5 separate regions of the Sus scrofa genome follow, and regions 2, 3, 4 and 5 are each linked to region 1. Evidence: chromatin contacts called from public Hi-C and promoter capture Hi-C data. All regions are on one chromosome and are shown on one strand. The core of a region is the stretch at or near the end of the contact, and the rest is flanking DNA. Distances in the headings are between cores, read along the strand shown. Region 1 holds the start of CRTC1 (CREB-regulated transcription coactivator 1). Region 2 holds the start of COPE (coatomer subunit epsilon). Region 3 holds the start of ISYNA1 (a long non-coding RNA gene). Region 4 overlaps ELL (RNA polymerase II elongation factor ELL). Region 5 holds the start of UPF1 (regulator of nonsense transcripts 1).

Evidence for each region. Promoter capture Hi-C pulls out the DNA fragments that hold promoters and counts their contacts. Hi-C and Micro-C count contacts between places; a contact is called where the count stands out from the background.
Region 2: a promoter capture Hi-C map of liver shows a contact between it and region 1, with 2.7 times the contacts expected there. The contact joins the promoter of COPE here to the promoter of CRTC1 in region 1. A contact is called at or near these places in 1 of 5 promoter capture datasets (liver) and 1 of 47 Hi-C or Micro-C datasets (liver).
Region 3: a contact with region 1 is called in a promoter capture Hi-C map of fetal skeletal muscle, with 2.8 times the contacts expected there. The contact joins the promoter of ISYNA1 here to the promoter of CRTC1 in region 1. A contact is called at or near these places in 2 of 5 promoter capture datasets (fetal skeletal muscle and liver) and 1 of 47 Hi-C or Micro-C datasets (embryonic fibroblasts).
Region 4: a contact with region 1 is called in a promoter capture Hi-C map of fetal liver, with 2.5 times the contacts expected there. The contact joins the enhancer-like site here to the promoter of CRTC1 in region 1. A contact is called at or near these places in 3 of 5 promoter capture datasets (fetal liver, fetal skeletal muscle and liver) and 5 of 47 Hi-C or Micro-C datasets (embryonic fibroblasts, fibroblasts, mesenteric adipose tissue and 2 more).
Region 5: a Hi-C map of liver shows a contact between it and region 1, with 3 times the contacts expected there. The contact joins the promoter of UPF1 here to the promoter of CRTC1 in region 1. A contact is called at or near these places in 1 of 5 promoter capture datasets (liver), 4 of 47 Hi-C or Micro-C datasets (embryonic fibroblasts, heart right ventricle, liver and 1 more) and 1 of 2 datasets of contacts at active chromatin or transcription factors (skeletal muscle).

The regions. Positions count from the first base shown.
Region 1 is chr2:59,155,658-59,158,561 of Sscrofa11.1, reverse strand. It overlaps CRTC1 (CREB-regulated transcription coactivator 1), which reads left to right and starts at 1,366. Exons shown (of 17, transcript XM_003123525.4): 1 at 1,366-1,557. The coding sequence starts at 1,432.
Region 2 is chr2:58,929,385-58,932,288 of Sscrofa11.1, reverse strand. It overlaps COPE (coatomer subunit epsilon), which reads right to left and starts at 1,360. Exons shown (of 10, transcript XM_003123536.4): 1 at 1,151-1,360. The coding sequence starts at 1,276. It overlaps DDX49 (probable ATP-dependent RNA helicase DDX49), which reads left to right and starts at 1,579. Exons shown (of 13, transcript XM_003123539.4): 1 at 1,579-1,744; 2 at 2,607-2,730. The coding sequence starts at 1,630.
Region 3 is chr2:59,362,129-59,365,032 of Sscrofa11.1, reverse strand. ISYNA1 (a long non-coding RNA gene) reads right to left here and starts at 1,361. Exons shown (of 11, transcript XR_002341592.1): 1 at 1,214-1,361; 2 at 979-1,107; 3 at 671-832; 4 at 187-319; 5 at 1-94.
Region 4 is chr2:59,342,859-59,345,762 of Sscrofa11.1, reverse strand. ELL (RNA polymerase II elongation factor ELL) reads right to left here. Exons shown (of 13, transcript XM_021083507.1): 7 at 2,010-2,134. Among named protein-coding and RNA genes, the nearest start is that of ISYNA1, 19 kb to the left of the region's middle. Within about 2 kb of position 1,497, at least 2 of the 83 cell types and tissues checked have an H3K27ac peak or open chromatin away from gene starts, as enhancers often do. A contact at or near this core is called in fetal liver, where this site is marked.
Region 5 is chr2:59,012,133-59,015,036 of Sscrofa11.1, reverse strand. It overlaps UPF1 (regulator of nonsense transcripts 1), which reads left to right and starts at 1,491. Exons shown (of 24, transcript XM_021083471.1): 1 at 1,491-2,031. The coding sequence starts at 1,810.

The DNA.
Region 1 (2,904 bases), core at 117-2,616:
CACAACCACAGCAACGCTGGATCCTTAACCCATTGAGCAAGGCCAGGGGTCAAACCTGCATCTTCACGGACTCTATGTCGGGTTCTTAACCTGCTGAGCGACAAGAGGAACTCCTAAACTTTTGATATTGGTGGTTGGGGAGGGACAACTAGGTATCAGAACCCCTCTGGTTTCCCTAGGTCACTCTCCTGTCATTGGGGAGACTCTGCTATTCCTTTCACAGCTTGGTCTGGGTGGGATTTCTGGACCCGTCCTTTAGCCCGCCATGGCAGACCGGCTTCCTTGAGCAAGATCAGGCTGGAGAAGTTCATCGAGAAGAGGCTGACTCTGTAGTTCCAGTTCTCTGAGCTTAAGGATCCAGAGAATAGGAACTGGATAGGGTATCAGCATAGGGAAAGACATCGGGATTTTGGACTGGGGACTGATCGCATCCCCTGAACCATGGTGGCATAGGCGTTTCCCTTTCCAACATCACTCTTCTGGCCCATCAGTGATTTCATTTTTTTTTTTTTTGTCTTTTCTAGGGCCGCTTCCCGCGGCATATGGAGGTTCCCAGGCTAGGGGTCTAATCGGAGCTGTAGCCGCTGGCTTACACCACAGCCACGGCAACGCCAGATCTAAGCCGCGTCTGCAATCTACACCACAGCTCACCGCAACGCCAGACCCTTAACCCACTGAGCAAGGCCAGAGATCGAACCCGCAACCTCATGGTTCCTTGTCGAATTTGTTTCCACCGCGCCACGACGGGAATTCCATGGTTTCATTTTTCATATTACATTGACCGCCATCTGAAAGGTTCATTTGTTGGTGGGTTGTTTTCCCCCCTCCCCGACCTGCGCATCCCATGAGGGCAGGGACCAAGTCGCCTTGCTCATGCCTTTTCTCCAGGATACTTGGCACATATAGGGTCTCAAATGAATAAATGCATGCCTGGATGAGCAACGCCCTAAACCAGTCTCCGAGATGAACTGGTCCGAGCCCAGGCTCATACTCGAGTGCTGCCTGGGGTGGGTGCTGGCTTCATCCTTATGACTTGGAAGGTGTTGAGTCCAGCAATCTCTCTACTGGGGGTTCCAGCCAGTCCCCGGACCTTTCTCAACAGCCAGGCGGCTGCTGTCCAGCGGGCCAGGAGGCGGCTCACTGCGCCTGCGCCGAAATCCCCACCCTCCCTCTCCCACCTCCCCTGTGCCCCCACAAGTGCAAAGCCGAGACGCGCGCATGCGCTGTCGCCCCCGCAACGCGCGCTACTTCCGAGCGCATGCGCCGCTCTCACGCCCGCCGACGCGCCTGCGCACTGCCCGCCGCCCGCGGGTCCGGCTGGCGCTTGCGTGGTGGCACCCGCGATTGGGGGGGCGAGGAGGTGGTGGAGGAGGAGGAGGAGGAGGAGGAGGCGGCGGCGGCGGCGGCGGCGGCGGCGGCGGCGGCGAGAAGATGGCGACTTCGAACAATCCGCGGAAATTCAGCGAGAAGATCGCGCTGCATAACCAGAAGCAAGCGGAGGAGACGGCGGCTTTCGAGGAGGTCATGAAGGACCTGAGCCTGACGCGGGCCGCACGGGTAAGGGGGTTGCCCGCGCCGACCCCTCAGGGCCGGAGAGGGAGGGAAGGGGCGCGTGTCCGCGTGCAGCGGGAAGGGGGGCGCGGGACGGGGGCGGGGCGCCGCGCGGCGGGGGCGGGGCTTGGCACGGCCCGAGGGGACAGGTGTCCCCACGCTCCGGGCGTCGTGGGCGGGACCGGTACCCCCACATCATCGATACCTGAAGGGGTACAGGTGGCCCTACAACGTTGTTACTTGAAGCGGGGACCAGGTTATTACTATATCATTGTTATTTGTAGGGGCAGGGACCTCTACATCATTACTACCTGGAGGGAACAGGTGCCACTACATCATTGTTACCTGAGGGGGGAAAGGTGTTCTCACATCAATGCTACCTGAGGTGGATAGATGCCCTGAGCTATGCCATGGTCTAGGGGAGACAGGCTGATACTGAGATGTGTGAACTTGGCGCTGCTTGCAAGCATCCCTGTTACCTTGGGAGGGGAGATAGGTGCTTCCATATCATTGGTATCTAAGGGGTGGCAGATGCCCACACATCACTGCTGCCTGAAGGGACAAGTGTCCCTACATAATTGTCACCTGTGCTCTCACACCCTGGGTCTTGGGAGAAGGACAGGAACCCCTCCTTGCAGACCTGAGATGGAATATGTATCTCTCCCTTTTGGAAACCTGAGGGCAAGATCTGGTGCCGTCCCCTGTGGGAACCTGAGGGGATTGGGAAGGCAGATTGGGCTCAGTCTTGGAGATTGGAGTGGAGCCCCTTCCCCATGCAACCTGTATGGTGGGGGCCAGGTGATGGACAAGAGACAGCTGGCCACAGATGGCCCCTGGCCCTTCAGGACCAGGGTGGAGAGTTAGTTCTTCCTCAGATGGCTGAGCGCATTTCATGTGCAGGGGCAGGCCAGGTTACCTGCTAACCTAACCTTGGAAGCTGCTGTAGGCCTGGAGCAGGGGCTTGTTTGTGGCTGGGGTGGGAGACCTGGCCTTCTTGTGGGCCCTAGCGTCTGGCAGCCGCCTCAAGGTGCCAAGCTCTTCAGCTCTTGGTGTCCTCTCTTGTGGAGTTTGTCTATCAAGCCCTTCCTCATGGGTCAGGGAGTGGAGCATGCTTTGCACAGGTGGCAGTAAGTCTCTGATCCTGCAGAGTGATGGGACCCCTGTGCTGCACCCTGGTGCCTTGGGGGAGGGTCGAGTGGGAGCTGCAAACACCCACTTCACTGGCTTTTGAATTTGGCCTCTGATCTGACTGTCCTAGGCAGACCTACCTCTGTGATGTGAGCCTTAGTCTCTGATTCCTCAGGTGGGATTTTTGGGTGATGTTATCTTTTATTAGTTGCTTGTTTCTCATTG
Region 2 (2,904 bases), core at 111-2,610, 230 kb after region 1:
TGCCACAGTGGGAACTCCCCCCACCCCCATTTCTGACTCAGTACTCTCATCTCCTCTCACCCCCATAGGGCTCAAGTTGTAATTAAGCTTTCTCTCTTCAGAACACTAAACCCTGGAGTTCCCATCGTGGCTCAGTGGTTAACGATTCCAACTAGGAACCATGAGGTTGCGGGTTCGATCTCTGGCTTTGTTCAGTGGGTTAGGGATCCAGCGTTGCTGTGAGCTTCGGTGTAGGTCGAAGACGAGGCTTAGATCCCGAGTTGCTGTGGCTGTGGTGTAAGCTGGCGGCTACAGCTCTGATTAGACCCCTAGCTTGGGAACCTCCATATGTCGCAGGTGCAGCCCTTAAAAAAAAAAAAAAAAATTCTCCAATGGCTCACTCTCAAAGTAACTGTAATATCCGTGACCCTTCCCCAAAAGTACTGCCTAAGGTCCTTTCTGCTCCCTCTCCTGTCACCCGCTCACTGCCTGGGCCCTGGACTCTATTTTTCAGCCCTCAAACAGCCAAGCCCCCTCACCACTCCCCATCACACCATCTCCTGACATCTTGTTTATTAACTTGTTAATTCTCTGTCTCCCTTGGGAGCTGAGGTTTCCAAGAGAGCTGGGAGTTTTGTCTATTTTGTACTGCTTTGAGCCCAGCACGAGCACTCTGCCTGGCTTATACAGATACTCCATGAGGAGTGAACGAATGGGCATGTTTGGAGAGAAATAATCTGGTTAATGGGACAGGGTGACATTGCGAAAAGCCTCGGAGTTCTCACCTGGACAATGAGGATAAACAACGTCCCTACTTCACAGGTATTGAGGGTATGGCGGCACAGTGTGGGCGCTGAACCAACAAGAATTACTGTTACTATTATCATTACTATAGCGTAATAACCTCGCCATTGTTATTACCATAGCGGTAAGAAACCCCTCTTTTACTCAAACGCCTCCCAGGCTAAGAGCGCTCAAAGTGAGAAGTATCATAAACTGCTGCTGCTTTGGGTTTTGTCATGGGACAGGGATAATTCCTTATCGCGCTCTAAAGAGGTGTGAGAGGAAAAACGGGACGAGGAAAGAAAGGGTTTTAAAATCAGAGCACGACCCGTGGCCAACAGGAAGCGTATTCCGCCCCCGCCTCCGCCCCTAGCATCCCCTAGCCCACCTTCACCCGCTGAGCCTCGTTGATGCACTGTTGGTAGCTGCCAATGTAGAAGGCATTCTTTACGTCGAACAACTCATCTACTTCCCCGGAGCCGCCGGAGGCCGGGCCGGGTGCCGGTGGCGCCATGTCGCTGTGTTCTTACCCCTTCCTCTTCCTGAGGACACGTCGGCCGGAAGCACAGAGCCACCGCAGAGCCTCCGGGAAATGTAGTTTACTCGGCTCCCTGGAAATGAGCTTAAAGAGGAGTTAAAGGGGCGGGAGACGCACGTGCGTTCACAGGGCATCTCGGGAATTGTAGTTGTATTCGAGTCTGCGGGCTCGGGGAAAACATGGTAAGGATATAATGAGCCTAGGAATGGCAGTAAACTGCAGAGGGTGGAGCCGCGCAAAAGGTAGATCCAATAAACGCGAAGGCTTCCCTGACGTCATCGACAAGCGCCGGAAGCACGGCTCACAGGGGTGCCGGGCTGACTGAGAGGATGGCTGGCTTTGCTGAGCTCGGGCTGTCATCGTGGCTGGTGGAACAATGTCGGCAGCTGGGTTTGAAGCAGCCCACGCCCGTGCAGCTCGGCTGCATCCCCGCCATCCTGGAGGGTGAGTGTACCTAGGCCTCTTCTACAGGAGGTTTCCCCGCTCCTGTCGCCTTACTTTGCCTTCTCGCCCCTTTTGCCCACACCGGTACCGTGGGTCGAGGGGCAGCTTTGGGGCCTCACGGGCGAGCCTGGTTTCTCGGAGTCGACTACTCAGTGTTGGCGTTTAGGCTGTACGATTGACTCGCCGTGTTTCCGCACACAAGTGGTGTAATTTCTGAAGCTCTCATAGATAGCCTCAGAGCGCTGGGATGATTTGATGAGTGACTGGTAGATAACACTGGGAAAATTCGGTAGTTTGTATTACTATCTCCATTTCATAGATGGAAACTGAGGTTGTCGGTATTACCGGTACCGACAACTGGTAAACCTAGGTAAATTTAGGACTCTAGTCTGTAGACTGCTTTTCTCCTCACTCCTCTGGCTTTTTAGGAAGCCTCAGATGGACAAATTGAGAGATTAAATAAAGCTGAAGGCATCATTTGGGAGCATAGGATGCAGATTTTGGAGAACATTCTGGGTTTCCCAAGCTTCTATCCCTGGGAAGGAGTCAAAATGAGGTAGTGATTAGTAGCAGACATCTCAGGTCAGATGCATGTGGGTTCTAGTCCAGCTTGTACTCACTGGCAGTGTGTCCTGGGCAAAGCTTTGAGATCTGTTCTCCCTTCTGTTAAGTGGGAATGGTAATGGCCTCTTCCTCCTAAAATTTGTCAGTTGCTAAAACAGTAAGTTATCAGAATCCTGAAACAGAAAGAGCACACGCCAGTATTGAGCATACAGTAACTGCTTATTAGACCTTAGCTGTTATACACTGGGCCCAGTGGAACATCTGTTATACCTCTGATGCTGCTTTGCCCTCTGTCCAGGTCGGGACTGCCTCGGCTGTGCCAAGACAGGCAGCGGCAAGACAGCAGCGTTTGTCCTGCCCATCTTGCAGAAGCTGTCTGAAGATCCCTATGGTATCTTCTGCCTCGTCCTGACACCCACAAGGTGAGCTTCTGGCCCCCAATAGGCCTCTTGGGGGAGCTAACCAGCTGTGTTCTCTTGGGCAAGCGCACTTTGCATTTGTGCAAAATGGGGACAGAGATTAAGCCCATGTCTTAGGGGTACTGAAGAATTAAACAAGATGATATGTGGAAAGTGCTGAGCATGAGGCTTGATTTA
Region 3 (2,904 bases), core at 112-2,611, 210 kb before region 1:
TCCATGTGCGGCCACAGTTGCTCCTGCAGCTCCCAATCTAGTACCTGCGCGCGCCTCATCGCCTCCGCCAGGTTCAGCGACGATATGTCCCAGCCTGGGGGGGCGGGGACCCTCAAGCTCGGCGGGGATCCTGGACCCCCACAGGCCCGGCCTCCCACCCCACCCCTGGCCCAGGGCCCCGCCCACCGTCGAAAACGAGATCGTCGGGTGCCACCATGGGCAGCAGCGCGCTGAAGGGCACGAACACCTCCTGGCCCTCGGCGTCCAGGCCTAGGCTAACGGTGCCAGCCTGTGTCAGCGAGCCGTAGTAGTTGGCCTCCTGGGGAGCGGCAGACAGGGCAGAGAGATGGGTGGGCGTGGCGTGGGGAGGCCCAAGAGTCGGCACACTCAAGCTCCGCCCTACTTTCGGGCGCCTCAGCTCTGCTCCAAGTCAAGGCAAGAGCTGCTTCCCCTCCGGAGGTCCCAACCCGAAGTCCTCCCTACCTTGGGCTCCGCCCCCACAAGACCCCCTGAGGAGTGCCCGCCCCGCCCCGTGGAAGCCCCGCCCCGGGGTCCGCCCGCAGCGAGGAACCCCGCCCCCTTAAGACCCACTCCTCCGTAGAGCCCCTCCCCCTCTGCGTGGATTCCAGCGGAGCCCTGGGTTCTACCAGGCGCCGCCCGACTCCCCCACCTTGCGGCCGGTGCGCGTAGGCCAGGACAGGCGCAGTCGGTTGGCCAGCACGGCAGCGGTCAGCGTGGAGCCGTTGTTCCCGCCCCAGCCGACGAGCATGACCCCCAGCCGGGGCACCTGCCGGGCGGTCCGGAAAGTGAAGCGCGTGGACGTGGGATGCACCTGGGGACAGGCGGTGCGGTGAGTCGGGGACCACAGGCCCCTCCCCCCTCATCGCAGGGCGGAGATCGCAGACGTTGGGCAATTCCCGCTTGGTCTCGGCTCCCTGGTTCCCCCTAGCCTCACGGCCAGCCCGGTCCCTCGCCTACTTTGAGGACGCCAGCCTCGCGGCTGACGCACGTCGTCCTGTACTCGTACTTCGCCTCGATAGCCTCGGGGCTGTAGACCACGTCGGGGCTCTCCACCACGAACTCGGTTGCGGCCTCCATCGTGGTGAGCTGGGGGCGCGGGGTGGGCAGGAAGTCAGCGGGGACCCGAGAGTTGGCTGGGCCAAGCCGACTTCGGTCCCTGGGGAGTCTGCACCCCTCCCGGGGCCGCACTTACCGGCGCAGAGTCGGCTGGAACTGCAGCGGACGGCTAGGGCTCGGGGCGCGCGAACTCGAGAGAAAAGAGCGGTGGCTCCACCCCGCTCCGCCCCCTCGCTCCGCCCACGCCGCGGAGGAGGGGCGCTCGCGGCCTGGACGGTGCACACAGGCCTTGGATTCGGGTTCGAGGCCCTTCTGCCCCGAGCCCCCGTGTTAATCTGGTCCCCTAAACTGTCCTGCGCGGCCGGACAATCATATGGGCCGCAGACCCCCGGCCCGAGCTCGGCGCGCGTGATTCACTTCGCATCGCGGGTTGAGCCGGCGGCAGCTTCCCCTCATATTACAAAAGAGAATCATATGGATGTAAGTGAGCGCAGGCCCCAGCCACAAGGCAGGAGGTGGAGCCAGGCAAGGAGGCTGGGCCTCTGCGGGGTTATCTGGAGAAACCGAGGCACGAGACACTAAACCGGGATTAAGACTTCGAAGCCAGACGCTCCTCCAGCCCAGGCTGCCTCCTCCCCCTACCCCTTCCAGAACAGCAGCACCCTCCAGATATCAACCCCCCACCCCCACCCCCGCCACAGGGTTCACGTGGATGGGGTGGTGGCTGCGAGTCCTCAGTTTCCCCACCTGTAGCAGGAGGGCTTGATTGGGCCAGGCTGGAGTGGGGGCGGGGGAGAGACTGTTGGCGAGAGGAGGGGAGGGGAGAGGAGGGGAGGGGATGGGATGGGCAGAGCAGAGGCGGCCCGCTGGGGAGGAGCTAGGCCAGCACAGCACTAAGCCCCCCTAAGAGCACAGCGATAAAGGAGCGTGGGAACCCGGCAGGCGGGCGGGGGCGGCTCCCCCAGGAACTTTCCAAAACAAGCGGCCTCCTCCGGCTGGAAAGTTTCCACCACTGGAGCTGACCCAAAAGGTGGATAGTTGGGAACATTTGCAGGAAACTTGGTCAGGGCCTGGCCTTGGAAGGTGGGGGTTCTAAAACCGGTCCAGGTTTTGCCCTCCAGGGGCTCCAGTGAGGGGGAGTCAGAAGTGGACTGGGTCACTCCCAGCCAGAGGGACCTAACAGGCAGCGCTGGGCAGGGCAGACTGCCTGGAGGATGTGGCGCGGTGAGGGATCTTGAGATCTGAAGACATCAAAAATGTGAAGGACTGCCCAGGCAAAAACCTGGGGGCGTGGTTTCAGGGGCAGATGAAAAGGGACTGAGCGCAAGGGGGAAGGAGGCAGTCTGGGGACCAGGGTAGACCTTCAGGGCTGGGGACAGGAAAGACAGTATAATAAATATTTGGGTTTTGTCCCCCTGTTCCTGGCTGGAGATTGAGTTCAGTTGCCAATGGCCGGTGATTTATTCAATCATACCTACAATCCATTAGGTTCCATTACCTCTGTAACAACCCTTAACAGTGAGGTTCTGGTGAACCCATGGAGGTTCTGGGAGAAGTTGTGGCAGCCCCGCGCCATTCCCCACACCCTGCCCTCTGCATTTACTTCAAGTGCTTCCCTGAGCACCTCGGGCCATTCTAGCAAATCACTAAACCTCTGAGGGGGCTGAAAGGGATGGATTTACAGAGGGTTGTTTGGTCAGACATATGAGTGGCCAGGGACTTGAGGCTGGCATCTGAAGTGAGGGCTGAGTCCCTCAACCTGTGGGGCCAGATGCCTGACATGGGAATGGAACTGTTGGATGTCCAGTTGGTGCTGGAGAATTGGAG
Region 4 (2,904 bases), core at 248-2,747, 190 kb before region 1:
AGGACATGGACACTAAAAGCAGAGGAAGTATCCAAGTAAACAGCTGAGATGCTGGGAGTGGGTGTCTGTGCAGAGCAAAGTCACAGGGGCCCAGGCAGACCCTGGAAGCAGGAGCGTGCTTAACTCAGGTATGAGTTTAGAGCAAGCTGCAGTCCCTAGGGTGACACTGGTCCCCACTCCCTGCCTCTAACAAAAGAATCATGCAAGACCCTTTTTTTCCTTCTTCCCACGAGGCCACAGCTTCAAGAGCTGCCATCAATGGTGCTTTCTTCAGGGAGGGAACCTAAATAAGAAAAAAAAAAAAAAAGCTGTGCAGAGGGAAGCTTGGGATAGCCTTCTCTGTGGTTGCAGGTGTCAGGGATGTTGACCCTGACCTCTGCACGTCAATCAGTTCAAGCTTCCAAGAGCAGCTGGTGCTGTCAGTGTCCTGGGCAGTTTTGGGCAATGCCAATACCACGGCCGGCCCATGCAGACAGAGAGAAGAGCTCAGAGATGGCCCAGAGCAAAACTGAGGAGGAAACATGAGCCTGGCATTGTACTGAGCTCCAGCACTCACATCCCTAGGAACTTCCCACCTGACACCCCTCCCCTCAAGATTCAGCTCAGGCACTGTTTAGTACAGACTACACCCACCCACATGCACACGGGCTGCTTGCTCTTGGCCATGCTGCTTCCCAGGAGCTCCAAGAGGCCAAGGCCCACAGGGTCTGAGCTCAGTGGGCACTAAGAGAGAGCTCTGAAGGAAGGGCAAATAGGAACAGCCTCACAGTGCCCCATGTGCCCCTCACCTCAAAGCACTTCATAGATGGAAACACCTGCAGCAGGAGGTGATAGCGCCTACCTGAGATGTGTTTTGCTGGGGCAACAGAGCACCCCCAGACAGGGGACTTGAGGGGGACCATCTCTTCTCAGCCTCCCTGAGCACCCAGAGACTTCCCAACAGCCAGAGCAGTAACCCTGGCACAGCAGGTGAATGCCCCCAACAGGGCCAAAGGGGAACTCAGGGTTCACCTAGAGGGGCCCCAACTTGGCTCAACTTCCCAGATGCAATTACTGCTTTAAAGAGCTAAACTTGGAGTTCCCGTCGTGGCTCAGTGGTTAACGAATCCGACTAGGAACCATGAGGTTGCGGGTTTGATCCCTGGCCCTGCTTGGTGGGTTAAGGATCCGGCATTGCCATGAGCTGTGGTGTAGAGTGCAGACACGGCTCGGAACTGGCTTTGCGGTGGCTGTGGTGTAGGCCAGCGGCTACAGCTCCGATTGGACCCCTACCCTGGAAACCTCCATATGCTGCGGGAGTGCCCCGAGAAAAAGCAAAAAGACAAAAATTTTAAAAATGAAAATAAAAAAGAGCTAAACTTAAAAAAACCCAAAAAAACTTCATAAATAACTCCAAGTCCCTGAGAGATCACTTAAGGACTAATTAGCATATCAAGCTGCTCCGAACAGGCGCTTCGCAGCCAGTGCTCCCAAGCCAGGCATCAACTGAGAAGGAAATCATTAACTGCCTGCCTGAGCCAGGGGCCTACTTAACCACTTCTCCCCTGAGCCACCACGGCCACTCCTGACCGCAGGTCCCAATTAATCAGAGAGGGGATGTGTTTAATTAATGCTGCTTAATTGTGTCTTCAGGGAGTTTTGTTTCGCTCTTGTTTCTCTTTGCTTCATGTTCTTTTTAAGGAGCCTGGCCTGCAGCAGAAGCCTATGCAGATGTGCAGGTTTTGGAAGGAAGCTTGTCAGGAAGAGAAGGAGGGAGCAGCAGGAACCGGCTGGGTGGACAGAGGCCTTCTGTGCTGGCACTCTGGTGTTTAAGACAGCAACTCATGCTCTCCACCCCGCTCACCAAGGACTGGCCTTTCACCCACAGAGGTGGCTATGGGCCACCATGGCAGTCTCTAGAGGTCCCTCCATTCTGCCTGCCAGCCCTGATGCCTTCAGGGCCAGATGAGGCCCCAGCCTCCTTAGGATGACGTCTTCCCTAGGCCCAGGGGGTGGGGAGGCAGTGTTACCGGATGAGCATCCGCTTCAGCAACTGCTGGTCCCCCTCTGAGTAACCGGGCCAGTCCTTCTGCACATCCTTGTACACACAGTCCTTCAGTGTCCACGTGCCATCCTTGGCATTCACGTTGGCCACCTACAAGACAGAGCCAGTGTCACCTCATGTGAAGCCCAAGAGAGGTAGACGTTCCTGAAAGCATTTGATGCAGGGGAAGTGGAGACAGACAGGAAAGAAGAAAGAGAATAGTAGGCTCCCGCCCTGAGCTGACACCTCATCCCCCAGCTCTGTGCACATCAGGTCAGTGACCCTTGGTACGCAGAAGGGTCAAGGCAGCAGGTTCAGATGCACGTGCCTTACAGCTGCTGGAGGCCAGGCTGGCTCCAAAAGGCAGGGGAGGGGAGGCTGCCATCCACACTCCCAAGATCCCATCACCAGCCCCTCCACCCACTATGGACTGAATGCTTTTGTCCTCCCAAAATACATGTTAAATCTTAACATCCTTAACCTAAGGGGATGGTATTAGGAGGTGGGCACCTTTGGGAGTGATTAGGTCATGAGGGTGGAGCCACCATGACAGGGTTAGTGTCTTTATAAAAGAGGCTCCAGAGAGCCTCCTCACCCCTTCTACTCTGTGATGACACAGTGAGAAGATAGCTGTCTAGGAACCAGGAAGCAGGCCCTCACCAGACACCCTATCTGCCTTGATCACTGACTTTCCAGCCTCTAAAGCTGTGTATGTCTGTTCTGTATAAGCCACACAGCCTATGGTACTGTTACAGCAGCCTGGAGGGACTGAGACACTCCCTCTCGGATCTGCAGCTCCTGTGGCAGAGGTGGCTGAGCTAAGGTGCTGGGTGAGGAGTGCCCTCCAGGGGCCAGGCTGAGCCCGCCATCCCTGCAACCAG
Region 5 (2,904 bases), core at 242-2,741, 140 kb after region 1:
ATATGTGGTATCTTTTCCCCCCAATTTCTCCTTTATTGCTTTCTTTTGTGTTAAATGGTTATGTTTTAGTTTATCACCCACAGTGCCATTTTGTCTTTTCTTGTGTGTGTCTTTTAGGGCCGCACCTGCGCATATGGAGGTTCCCAGGCTAGTAGTCTAATCAGAGCTACAGCTGCTAGCCTACACCACAGCCACAGCAACGCGGGATCTGAGCCTCGTTTGAGACCTACACCACAGCTCATGGCAACGATGGATCCTTAACCACTGAGTGAGGCCAGGGATCGGACCCACAACCTCATAGTTCCTAGTCAGATTAGTTTCCACTGCGCCACGACAGGAACTCCCACAGTGCCATTTTGCGAATGTGAGTATATGTAGGAAATAAGAGGATATCCTTAGAAGTGGAATTGCTAGATCAAAGGCAGGGTAGGGCATGCATTTAAAACTCCGAGAGGGACCTCCCATCATGGCTCAGTGGTTAAGAAACCCAATCTAGCATCCATGAGGATGTGGGTTCCATTCCTGGCCTCGCTCAGTGGGTTAAGGATCTGGAATTGCCATCAGCTGTGGTATGGGTCACAGACATTCCTCAGATCAGGGCCGAAGTGGCGGCATATGGAGGTTCCCAGGCTATTGGTCAAATTGGAGCTACGGCTGCTGGCCTTTGCTGCAGCCACAGCAACTCCAGATTCAAGCCATGTCTGCAGCCTAGGCCACAGCTCACAGCAATGCCAGATCCTTAACCCACTGAGGAGGCCAGGGATCAAACTTGCATCCTCATTATTCCTAGTCAGATTTGTTTCCACTGAGCCACTACCGGCACTCCCCTCAGCCCATCTTAATGGTTATTATTTCCCTTTCCCAGCGGAGGAAATCCTAGGCTGAGACGTGAAATCATTTGCACAAAGTCACACAGCCAGTAGGTGGCCAGGTCTGGATTTCAAACCTGAGCAAGTGCTCCCAAGTGCTTTGTTATATACTGCCTCTGAATAATATTATAATTGTACAGAACTGCTGCAACCACCATTTCTGCGTGCTATGTGCTGTGCTAAGGGCTGTCCCCACTAATTTATTCAACAAATGCACACTGAGCAGCTACTATGTGCCAGGCATCCCCATTTTAAAGGTGAGGAAACAGGCCCAGGAAGATTCTCTAAAAGATGGGGACGCACCGCACCGTCCTCGACAAGCTTCCCCAGCTGGGTTCCACCTGTGTAAGGTATTCAGTTGGCGGTCAATTAACCCAAGACATTGTCGCCGCCCCTAAGGGCAAGGACCACCACATCTACACCATCCGCTGCCCAGGCGCCACGGAGGAGCGGTTGGAGCGAGACTAGCTTCTCGAGCCGCCGTCGGGAAGACGGTTGGAAGCCCCGCCTCCCGCGCTTGCGCGCTGCGCGTTCTGTCGGCCCACTCAGCTCCGGGAGTCCGGGCGCGGTAGGAGGCGTCCTCGAGGAGCGCGTTCGTCTGCGCCGGCGTCGGGCTCGCGCACGCGCACCTGCGGCGGCGTCGGGCTCGCGCACGCGCACGGCGGCGGCGGCGGTTCCTGCCGGGGGCTGCGAGGGCGGGCGGCTCCGAAGGAAGCGGTGGTACTGAGGGGCTCAGCGGCAGAGGCGGCGGCTCGGCGCGCGTGGCTCTCGACCCGGTTCGCACCGCGGCGGGCGTTTTGATCTTGTCCAGGAGCGCGGGCGCGGCGGCGGCGGCGGCGGCGGCGGCGGCGGCTGCCCAAGACCTGCGGCCTAGGCCTCAGCGCAGCGGCGGGCTCGAGTGCGGCGCGGAGCCGGCCTGAGGGCCCTACGCGGCGGCACCATGAGCGTGGAGGCGTACGGGCCCAGCTCTCAGACGCTCACCTTCCTGGATACCGAGGAGGCCGAGCTCCTCGGCGCCGACACGCAGGGCTCCGAGTTCGAGTTTACCGACTTCACCCTCCCCAGCCAGACGCAGACGCCCCCCGGTGGTCCTGGAGGTGGAGGCGCTGGGGCCCCGGTCGGCGCGGGGCCGGGCGCGGCCGCCGGACAGCTCGACGCTCAGGTGAGCGGCACATGGCGGCGCCGGAAGATGGGGCCAGGCCTCGGCGGCCGGGAACCTGCCCTGGCTCCCCCTCCATCGGGGCAGAGGCTGATGTGCTCGTGTTTCAAACTCCAGTCGGGCCTGGAGTAACCTGGCGGGGTCTCTCCCATTCAGGACGTCCCCGGAGTAACCTGCCCCGGCTCCCGCTCTCCAGCCGGATCCAGGCAAACCTACCTCAAGTCCTGCTCTGGTTGCGTCCGGGTGATTTCAGGATCTCGTTCAGGCTAGGTCTTACGCGATCTGTCCCAAGTCCCCTTCCGGGTCTGTCTTTGGCCAAGTCGGGGATGACCTGTCCCCGAGTTCTCCAGCTGGGTCGGTGATCTGCTCCGGTCCCCTCCTCTGGCTGATCCGACCGCCCTGCCCCACCCCCTTACCTGTGGTCGGAACCTTCAGAGCACTCTCCCTTACCCCTCTTATGCCCACTGAGCGGCGGATTCAGATTTCCCTGGGCTCAGGGACGCTGGTGAGAGGAGGGTCGAGGCTCCCCCAGCAGAAACGGAACTTTTGCCTCCAGTCGTGAACCCCATACTCGTTGGCTTTTAAGATTATTCAGGAGGCAGTTTGCGTTTTGTTTTTCTTTCTGGCATTGCCTGTTGCTGAAACCGACCTGTTACGTAACTCCGCAGCCCTGCCTTGGAAAAGTTGGGTTTGAGTTTGTTCCTCCAACGGGGTAATAGTGGTGGGTTTTACTTAAATTGGTCTGCCACGTCAGAGACTTTTGTTCTTAATGATGTGAAGACTATTTTAAATTTGGGTTTGTGTTATGAGAAGTATTGGGCATACACTTCCTGGATCTGGGGCCCTGCCCTAGGGTGGGCAAGGGGGCTGGCTGTG